Linked DNA regions of Mus musculus: region 1 is linked to region 2. Evidence: chromatin contacts called from public Hi-C data. All regions are on one chromosome and are shown on one strand. The core of a region is the stretch at or near the end of the contact, and the rest is flanking DNA. Distances in the headings are between cores, read along the strand shown.

Evidence for each region. Hi-C and Micro-C count contacts between places; a contact is called where the count stands out from the background.
Region 1: a contact with region 2 is called in a Hi-C map of bone marrow-derived macrophages, with 4 times the contacts expected there. The contact joins the promoter of Nbdy here to the promoter of Klf8 in region 2. A contact is called at or near these places in 1 of 39 promoter capture datasets (the C10 cell line), 1 of 15 datasets of contacts at CTCF or cohesin (large pre-B cells), 38 of 484 Hi-C or Micro-C datasets (the 4T1 cell line, the AML12 cell line, the AtT-20 cell line and 23 more), 13 of 115 datasets of contacts at active chromatin or transcription factors (the NIH/3T3 cell line, cardiomyocytes, embryonic forebrain and 6 more) and 2 of 9 other capture datasets (macrophages and pancreatic islet).

What each region holds. Positions count from the first base shown.
Region 1 is chrX:153,719,498-153,725,197 of GRCm38.p6, forward strand. Nbdy (negative regulator of P-body association) reads left to right here and starts at 4,057. Exons shown (of 4, transcript NM_027327.1): 1 at 4,057-4,440.
Region 2 is chrX:153,356,525-153,361,526 of GRCm38.p6, forward strand. It overlaps Klf8 (Kruppel-like factor 8), which reads left to right and starts at 3,089. Exons shown (of 8, transcript NM_001357183.1): 1 at 3,089-3,185; 2 at 3,318-3,440; 3 at 3,772-3,959.

The DNA.
Region 1 (5,700 bases), core at 2,807-5,306, 360 kb after region 2:
CTTGCTATGATTAGTGAAAGTAATACATATTCTAGTAGAAGATTTTCACATACAAATATCCTGGTAGGAGATTTTCACATACAAGTATGTGCATGTATATATCCTCACTCTCCAAAAAGAAAAAAAAAAGTGAAAATGTCAACATAATTACTGACTTTAGATTTTTCATTTCATAAGCTTTTGGTAGCCTATGGTTTTCTGTGCTGGAGAAAACAGTGATTAACAGCACGTACTGCTCTTGCAATTAGGTCATTTCCAGGCCCAATATGGTGGCTAACAATGATGCTCACAACTCCAGTTCCTGGGGATCCAGTGCCCTCTTCTGGCCTCTGTAAGCAATGTACATGGTACACAGACATTCGGGCAAAATACTCATACACGTGAATTCAATTAAAGTCTTCCTAGCTTTGTAATATTTATATCATATTTATTTAGACTTTTAAAAAGCTTTAGACATTGGTCGTGGTGGTACACATTAATTCCAGTACTTAAGAGGCAGAGGCAGGCAGGACTGTGTTTGAGGCCATCCTGATCCACACAGTGAGTTCTAGGCCAGCCTGGACTACAGTCGGCCCTGATGCAAAAACAAGCAGCAAAAATAAAATAAAACAAATGGTTTTAGAGGTTTTTTTAAGCTGATAAATAGTTGACTTTCTGTCTTCTTCCTTTGTATCTTTTAGTTTTATAAACATTTTTAGTCATACTTGTTCAACAAAATAAAGCAAAGGAAAAAAATTGTGTAGTGTCTCTCTAAATCGATTTTTTTTTCCTCGAGACAGGGCTTCTCTGTATAGCCATGGCTGTCCTGGAAGTCACTCTGTAGACCAGGCTGGCCTCAAACTCACAGAGATCCACCTGCCTCTGTCTCCTAAATCCTGGGATTAAAGACATGTGCCACCACTGCGTGGCCGTTTTTAGTTTATATTGTATGAAAATGTTACATAAATTCTACTTGTTTTGTCCTTAAATACAATTAATAAAGACAGAAATCCCTTATGTAAATAAGCAAATATCACCCAAAGGTTAGCTCACTCTCTCTGAGAACTGCTAAGTATGAAAGCTATTTAGGTCCTTTTTTTTTTTTTAAACTGGCATAATAGGCCATCAACCCAGCAGGCACCCACTACTGGTTCTGTGGTTCATACTGTGCTAGTTTTATGAGCTGGAAAAAAGATTAACTTGAATAATTGGGGGTGGGGTTATTTTGAAACATCTGAGGAAAAAGGAGCCTGATCCCTAACAAAAACAAAAAAATAGAAAATGGTTCTAAATGTGATGGTGGTTGCTAGGGAAAAGTGAAGATGGGATATGTGTTTAATGAGAATTAAATGTTGAGAGATTGGCTGTAGAATCAGGTAAATAAACTTAACACTACTGGCCTGTATATTTAGAAAAGACTAAGATAATGAGAAATATGGAATGTGTATTTTACCGAAATCAGAAACAAACAAATGGCCTGGGAGTGTAGTTCAGTTGGTCCAGGGTTCCATCTCAAGCAATGCATAAACCAGGATTAGTGACAACTATCTGTAATATCAGCACTTGAGAAGGTGGAGGGAGAAGGCTAAGAGTTCAAGGTAATCTTCCAAGACTTACTGAGACCCTATCTGTCTTAGAGAGGGTTTAACTGCTATGAACAGACACCGTGAACTCTTATAAGGGCAACATTTAATTGGGGCTGGCTTACAGGTTCAGAGGTTCAGTCCATTATCATCAAGGTTGGATCAGAGCAGCATCCAGACAGGCATGGTGCAGGAGGAGCTGAGAGTTCTACATCTTCATCTGAAGGCTGCTAGTGGAAGACTGATTTTCAGGCAGCTAGGATGAGGGTATTAAAGCTCACACCCACAGTGACACACCTACTTCAACAGGGCCACACCTTCTAATAGTGCCACTCCTTGGGCCAAGCATATACAAACCACCACTGTCTGAAAAAAAAGGCAAAACTCAAAACAAATCTAGTCATGTTATAAATAGTACAGAGTGACTATAGCAGTCTAAGTTGAAACTGTGTCACATCAAGACAAACTTATCATACATCAAACCTTCCTGATATTGCTAGAAATTTTAATTCTTGTCATTTTATCATTCATCTCTCTAAACTTGCTAAAACTATAGCAATGAAACAATTGGACCTCAATCTTTGCTCTGATTGATATATGTGGTCTTGCATATTTTTAGTTGGAACGTGCATGAAAAGATCACAAGGCTAATTATTTTGAGAACTGATATGGTCTTTAATTTGAACAATATAACAGCTGCAGTGTTCATTGGAGTGAAGGACTAACATTCGATGAGATGCAACCGTAGAAGATAAGGCATAGATTAATTATTTTCACTAAGGATGATCAGCTACCCAGAAAGGCATTTGGCAATATTTTGTGGTATTTTTGGTTATTATAACTGAGGTGCAAGAAGTACTACTGGTAGAGTCACAGCTTAGAATATTATTAAACACCCTACAGTGTACTGACAGGTCACCATCTCTCTCTCTCTCTCTCTCTCTCTCTCACACACACACACACACACACACACACACACACACACACACAACATCTACTTTCAGAGGTCATCAGCATAAGTTTTAGAAATTCTAGGCTACAGCCTTCTGATTTTTTTGCTTACTTTTCCTTTAACTTTGTCACAGCTTTTCTTCCATCTGCCATGACCTACCAGAATTCCATTTGTACTCAGTTCTATTTCTGTCTCTATTTTTTTCTTGGCATAGTACCCACACCCATAACTTCAACTATTACTCCTAGGATGTTGACTGCTATCATGTTTAAGTACAAATGTTCTTCTGGTTCTAAAGCATTCTCTCTAATATTCCTCACTGTTTTTTTCCCTTAGGATTTTCTGGTTCTAGTAGTAGCAGTTGATACCCTGATCTGTAAGGACTTAACTGGGGGCACATATTACATATTGGAGTTAGGAAAGGCAAAAATAGAAGTGATGTTATTAGATTTTAATTTTTTTTTAGTAAAAAAAAAACCCGTAGGGCTGTTGAATCTTACCAAATATCTATTGGTACCTTATTTATGTAAGAGACTGTGCTGGGTGCTTGGGGGGAAGGCAGCCATCTTAAAGGTGTGAGATAGCTATGGCAGTAACTGGTTTGAACGGATTATCCTTAATGTGGTATCATTTTGCACATAAATTATCATAGGTGGAAACCCAAATTCCAATAATTCAATTAATAAAATACAACAGAGCTTGGAGGCGGTTCGGAGTTTGTGTGACATTATAGATTGAGATTTCTCCATTATAAACCAATGAGGGTGGTAGTGGAAAAGTGGGGTTTCATTTATGCACAGGCAAGTGGCAGAGACATTAAGGTTATGGAGCGATGCCTGTCAAAGAAATTCAGAAGCTTTTTCTCTGTTTTGTGAACCTTCTGGTAACTGTTTCTGGTTCCTTACCATATAACATAGAATATAACATACCACAATAGTAAGATGAGTCATTGTTTTCCATAACCCTAAAAAAGAAATAAAATCTTGCCGATTAAACATGGAGTGTCACCCGTTGTCTGTTTTCAAAGAGATCTTGGCTGTTGGAATGAGAAAAAAAAATACAGTGAATTTTCAAAGATGACAAAATTTTAAAATTATAAAGTAAACAGAGGTCTTGGTTTATGATGAATTTATTGTGCGTCCATTTTCCACAACCGGTTTTCAATTTTAACACTGTAATCAATAAGTCAACGTGTTTGTACACAGCTTCCTAGATGGTTGTACCCCTTTCATGGCTCTGTGATGTGCTGTGCGTAAGGGACTGCAGTGTAAAACGCTTGATTTCTTTGGTTACAGCACTCCCGCGACCATGCCACACACTCATTGATTAACACCTGCCCCGTTGGCAAGTTACAGCAAATTAGTATTTTTTTAAATTAAATTGTACAAAACTCTCCATACAACTAATTAAACTGTGAGAGAGATGTGCTGTGGAAAAGCACTTTATTAAATGCGCTCCTTTTTTTTTTTTTTTCTCTTTGCATTCCATTCTCGTAGAAAGGTTAAAGTGGGCTGGGGAACGGAGCGCTGAGGAGGCGGAGAAGGGATATACGTCTCAGGATACAGGAAATACGGTAACAGCGAAACCAGGAGGAAGCCAGCCCCGTGCCTGGAGGGGATCCGCCATCTCAGATCTCGGCCTTGCCAGGGCCCACCAGAGAAAACTAACGCTCTGGTCCTGTCATACCTATGGGGGACCAACCTTGTGCCTCCGGGAGATCCACGCTCCCACCAGGAAATACGCGGGAACCCAAGCCTCCAAAAAAGCGCTGTGTCCTGGCTCCGCGGTGGGATTATCCCGAAGGGACTCCCAGTGGAGGTAGTAGCACTCTCCCCTCGGCGCCTCCTCCTGCATCTGCTGGACTCAAGTCGCACCCTCCTCCTCCGGAGAAGTAGTGAAATAGATTTTTTTCCCAGCCGAAATCAGGTCAGATTCTTTCGTTCTCATCTGGGACATCCAGGCTCTCTGAAACTTAATTATGCCTTTCCCCAGCTCTTCCCTGTTTTCCTGTTCTTTCCACAAATTCAAAGAGAAAAGAAACAAGTACAGGCATTGAAAAGTCTTTCTTTTTTTAAAAAAAAAGTATGCTTGGATGAAATAGGTATTTGATTGCGGTGAGTAATTAAGATATTTTACATGAGTTAATTGTAATTTTAAAAACTGCAGTGTTTTGATTTTCATGACAGGCCAAGGTATAGTGAGATACTAACACAATGTTCCCTGGCTAATAAATTAAAACTGGGTGGGGATTTACTATACTCTTCTGTTTTTGTGTATATATTGAAATTTTTTCCATTTAAAAATGCTTAGCCCAAGACCAAGTGTAAGGATGTACTAAAGGCCTAATGCCTGTGCCCAGAGGAGATTGTAAAGTGAGCTTTGAGAACTGGGTTTTTTTTTTTTCTGTGTAAGATGGTATTTAGTAAGTGAAAACAAGTTATAATATGATGGTCAAACCCAAGTACCATAAAAATGTGCTTGTTCAAGGTATTCAGGAATCATGGAGGATGGAGATGGCTCTTGATGGAGCCTGTTAGTCTTCAAGAGCCATCAAAGAGGAGGGGGGAATTTGTGGGTGGGCCTTAAAGGGTGAGTGACATCTACCATATGGGTTAGGATGCTTTTTAGGCCTAGTGTTTCTACAATGAAAGCCAGAGGGCAAGATTGTTCTGGGGCAGCGTGGCTGTAATTCTAAGTCTGTGAGAGAAGTGTGATACAGGGCTGTAGGCCTTGAGTGTTTTGCTAAGGAGTACGCAGTTTATTCTGGATGAACGAGTAGCATTGGAAATTTCCAAATAAGGACTATTTGTGTTTTAAGACTCTAACTCTTATTTTCACAGAACTAATAGCTCATTTGAATGAGGCTTATGTTAAAAAGAAAACAAATGAACAAGTTTGACTCAGGCTCACAGTTCTTCTTCATCTTCAATCTTTATGGAGCCCTTGCTGTGGTTAGGCCTTGAACAGGGAGGTGTGGGGGACAGATGACCAAAACTTAGCAGGAGTAAAATAGATATTTGAGCTAATCAATGAATATTATTGAGTGAACATTCTGGGTATCAGGTTTGTTGCTAAAGCATAAAAAAAATGGAGTCTCATTTCACCTAAAAGCAGTTGATTGTCATTCCAATAGGCCGGTCCTTCCCTCTTTTTTTTTTTTTTTTTTTTAAACCTCTATTCAGAGTG
Region 2 (5,002 bases), core at 1,839-4,338:
CTTCTCCCCCTTGCCCTCCTTCTGGGCTCCACCCCCATAGTTTGTTAGCTGGCCTTCTCAAGAAGGAAGGGAAGCAGGAGAATGAGAAGGAAGAAGGGCACTACAGAGAGCAACATCTTGTGAGACCCAGGTGTCTGCAGGCTTCTTGGCTATAGTCCTTAAGTCCAGTATGTAATTTAACCCTCTTCCTTATACATGTACAGGAGAGCTCAAGATGCCCAGTTCCCCTTTTGCTTCAGGTGAAAAGGGAGAAGTTGAAGATACTGCGGGTTGCTATTTGATTTATTTCTTAAGCCCCTTAAGAGAAGGGGAGCCCGTGGTGCTTCCTAAAACGAAGAACCCTAGTTAATTCTTGATGTTTGCTCTCTCACAACATTCCATCTGACACAAAGGGTACACCTAGCCTAGATAAAAGTGTATTGTTGCTCAGTGTGTTTCATCGACTAAATGGATGGAAAAAGGGACAGGAAAGATACTTGAGTGTATGTATCCAAGGTTTAATAATTTACTTTGTTTTTTCCCAAAATCAGAATTTGCCCATCCAGTACAGTTTTCTATACAAATGCAGTTGAGGCAGACAAAATCTGGGATGTAAAATAAATTAGGTCTCCAGAAAAACTTTTAGCGAGAGTATAAATTGTTTGGCTATCTTCAGGTGGATTGACACATCTTCTTGAACCTGCATAGATTAAACAAAGAATTTACCATGACAAAAGGGTACGCCCAGCTTAGATAAAGAGTTCTAGTGGCTATTAATGGCAGTATTACAGAAGTCTACCCATCTTTGTTTTTCACATCACAAAAGTGTATTTGTCTTGAACATAAACAGTTTTACATCCTTGAATCTAAAACTTTCTGTCATTACTGAAGATAGCCTTGGGCTAGTGAAATATCCTTTTCTTAAAAGCAATATTTATTAGATTTTATATATTAAGAACATAAGGATACAAGGTATAATGTGACCCTTTTTAAAAACGAATATATAGAGTTGTACATTATGTGGCTCCCTCTTAATAAGTCTTACCTTGTAATTGCAGCAGGTGTGTACGCAGTGGTAGAAATATGGTATAGAGAGATAGTGAGGCATTTGTAAAAACCCCTATAACAGGGGCATTCTTTTACGTAGCAAGTATACATATCTGCTGTTTAATCTTTGTCCCTTGATTTCTATGTATGAAAACGATAGCGCTGGTACCTACCTATACCACTGTCAGAACGATTCAGTGAGGCTCAGAACAGAGTTCAGCACTTAGTTACTGCTCTGTAACGATGAATGATAATAATACTCAGCATCTACATTGCAGACCTACTGACACCTGATACCTAACCAGGACTTTATAGTTTAATAATGAGAAGCAGTTATAACAACACATAGGTACCTGGAGGTGCTGAAGCAAATGGTCAGTTCTTCCAAACGTAATGAAATTAGGAGAGGGGGTGACCTTTACTTGGTCCTTTTAAAAAGGTGAACAGAGTTTAGGCCACGTCAACAAAAAAGGTAAGGTGTCTCGTGGCCTAGAGATTAATTGAGAAAATCCTGGTCTTATCAGAAATTTGGAGTCCAGTAGAGCAGCAAAACCCCTGCTGCTTGAGATAAAGGTAGGGTCCAGATCATCACAACAGGTTAAAGGACTTGAACATTTGCATAGTTGGTGAACTACTAGTAGAGAACTGACTGGGGAGGGAAGGAAAAGGAGATTTTTAAAACATATCTGAGCAGAAATAGCAATTAAGCAAATGGACAAACATGCTGGGCACATACTGAGCTGTGACCCTCAGGTTTGTTGTTTGGTTTTTTTTTTTTTACTCTTTTTCTTTTGAGGCTGGGTGTGACATTGCATTCCTGTAAACTCAGAACCAAGGAGGCTGAGGCAGGTGAGTGGTGAGTTTGAGGACAGTCTAAGCTGCATTAGCCTGAGCTCTATCATAAGATTACCTCCTATTTCAAACAAACAAAAAAACAACAAGAAGAAACATAAGCTGGGGATCCAACTGAGTGATAGAATGCTTGCTTAGAATACACTAGGCCCCGAATTCAATCTACATTACTCCCTGATGGGACATAAAAATATAGTGCTACCTGCTGTCTAGGGTTGTTATGAGGAATAAAGGAAAATTGAGGACTATAATGGTACCTGGCCTAGTGAACTGCCCATATGAGGTGCTGAAGACATGGAACCTATTATTTCTTTTGCTTGGCTGCTCCTTCTGTTCCTCCGCTTTGTTTCTCCTCTCTCTCTCTCTCTCTCTCTCTCTCTCTCTCAGAATTGTGGTAGGGAAGAGGCACTGGAAGGAGGCTGTGGTTGTCTGTGACTTCCTGGGTTTCCATTAAAATGAACTAGAGACAGACTTTAAGGCAAGGACAAGGAAATGCTGGAAAGATGGTGGCTTCTATTCTACGGACCCAGTTCTTCGGGGATGTTAGCCAATGCTTAGCTGAGAGGCGGTCTCAGGGGGTTGAGAACTCTATTCTTAGAGAGCTGGGAGACTCAGAAAGCCTTCCTGTTGCCAATCCGTGATCATTTCATCTTTACCTAGTTTCCTCTCACCTCCTATTGCTAGAAAATTCACCCAGCTCTTCTTTCCTCTTAAGCTTCATCCCTAAAAAGACACTGTGACCCCTCTGTCTTTGCTAGTGTCACATGTTGCCATGGAGAACTGGGAGGGTTAAAAAAATCCATTTACTGTTACCATCTTACTGGCACTCCCCATTCTGCTTCCCTTTCTCCCTAGAAATCTCTTACTCCCAATCACCACACCCTTCCCAACCTCCCTTGGAGTGCTTAAGTCTGGGTGGATAGTTGACCAAGTAGTGTGCCTGAAAACCCCTGCTGGGGACTAAGGATGCACCGAAAAGGCTTTCAGTCATACCTGCAGCTGCAGGAGGCCAACTGAGACGGCCGCCAGGGGCGAGACTGGCTCCTGGCTCCTAGGGCCCGCCCCACCCCCTCCTCTGTCCCTCCGCCTCTTCTGCCCCACCCATCTCTACCCCCTCCTACTCCACTCCCCTCTAGCGGCCACTTGTCCCTTTTAAGGAACTCCACCCTAGGTGGAGTCCTCATAGTCGCACCTCTCTTCTGGGCCTAGTCTGACACAGAAAGAGCTATGTACTCCATCTGCTCAGATTGCCTGGGGAGAGCACCAGGCTTTGACCCGCGGGTGCGGTATACCAGTGGGGCGGCCAGGTACCACCGAGAAGTCTCTCAGGCGCGGTCCTGCGGGAGTGCCTCCCACTCGCGTTGGAGTCCCTGCCCTGGGCCGGTGTTTTCCTATATGTTTCGACCAATCGTTGGCGTCTTTTCCTCCTTTCTTTTTAGGAAGGCGCCGGGTGTGCAGCACTAACCGCTGCGAGGAGGGGATCCTCTGGCGCTGTCTCCTTGTGGGTCTTCACTGACTCCCCCTCTCTCTCTCTCAACTTTGCGTTCAAGTCGTGATCTAAGGTTTGGGTGCTTTGCTGGGACCCCGCCCGTGCTCTCTAGGCGAGGGTTTGAGGAGTTCTGAGGTGGGTGGAGAATGGGCTTGGCCGGAACTGAATCGGTTGAGGTAAAAGGGGAACGCAGGAGCTTCAGCGCTGGCCACTTCGCCCCGGAGAAGCCGCTGTATTTTTAGCACAGGGAAGGCTGCAGTGGGAGGATTCTTTTTAGGAAGTCGGCTCCACCGCCCCGATTCGGGGCTTGGATGCTTGAAAGCTTTGTTTCCCTTGTTCTGAGGGTGGCCCAGCTGGGTCTAAATCGACTCCCTCCCTTTTTCGTTTTCCCTATCCTTTTCCAGCCTGGAGAAAACAGGGAGGTGGGGGACCAAGGAAGAGAAGGCTAAAGCGTGTTACCAGGCGCGCTGTCAGACATGGGCGGGTGCAAGGGGAACAGCTGCCTTGAGATCAGCTCTGGAGTATGAGTCTCTGAGAGGACTGCGTGAGCTCCGGACACTTCAGGAGTCGGCAGCGGCTGGAGGCATAGGCGGTAAGTGACTTGGGAAAGGACCACTCTTTCAGTCTTCAGTCAGGGTTCTAATCCCCGCACCCCGCGTGCCAACCGCACACACCCACTTGGCTTTGGGTTTTAGCAGTGAAGTGGGATGGGGGAGACGAGTAAGCGGAAGGGGGTAAGAACATTATGTGGAATCAAATTCAACTCAATGGAAAAAGACTTCCCTTAAGGATCGCGGAGACTAAGAGGAAGGGTACTTCAGGGGGGGCTTGTGGAAGAATTGAAAAGGGACACGAATGGATAGGTATGTCTAGTTCAGTCTGTCCTGTCTAGGTGCTCTCAACCCTCCTTAAGTGGTACGGTTTGTTTTAACCCTGTACATGCAAAGTCTCTGTGCGAGAGAAGAGGATTTGGAGGAGCACTGAACCCACTTACGTCACCCCCTCCCTTCCCCCAAGCAGTAGCAGGTACCTAGAGATGCTTCTAAAACGAGGGAGGAGGGGAAGGGAAGAGTTAAGTTGGGAGCCTGCCCTCTAGGTACTGATAGCAGATCCCTTCTGTGGAGGAGCTGCTTAGGACATGCCCCTCTTTAAGGGGGGGGGTCGTCCCCTTGGTTGGGGGAGGAAGCCAAAGCATAGCCCTGTCTAGGCTCTTAAGGATGTGGCCAAGGGGTTAGCTCCTGTAGGTGGAAGATCAGCCAGAATTGCTGTGACTACTGGAGCAAAGGGACTTGCTTAGCCACAAAGTGAAGCTTTTTGTACTTTTTTTGACCCTAAGAATTTTGTAGAAACTAAACCATGTCGTAACAGGTGGCCAGGGGAACAGTACCTTATTTTCTCTATATTGTAATTGCGGGAAAAATTTATAAAGTACTTGTATGTCATTTAGCATAATAGTGATGGAGAAAAGAGAAAAAGAGACTCATCTCTAGACTTGGATTTAACCTGAAGATGGTTTGTGATAATAAAAAGATCTACTTTGAAACCCTTCTACCAGCATGAACTAGTTATATGACCATGCACCGTGCTTTTCTCCTCTGAGGGATGCATATTAAAATTCTTATTCAGAAGGTATAT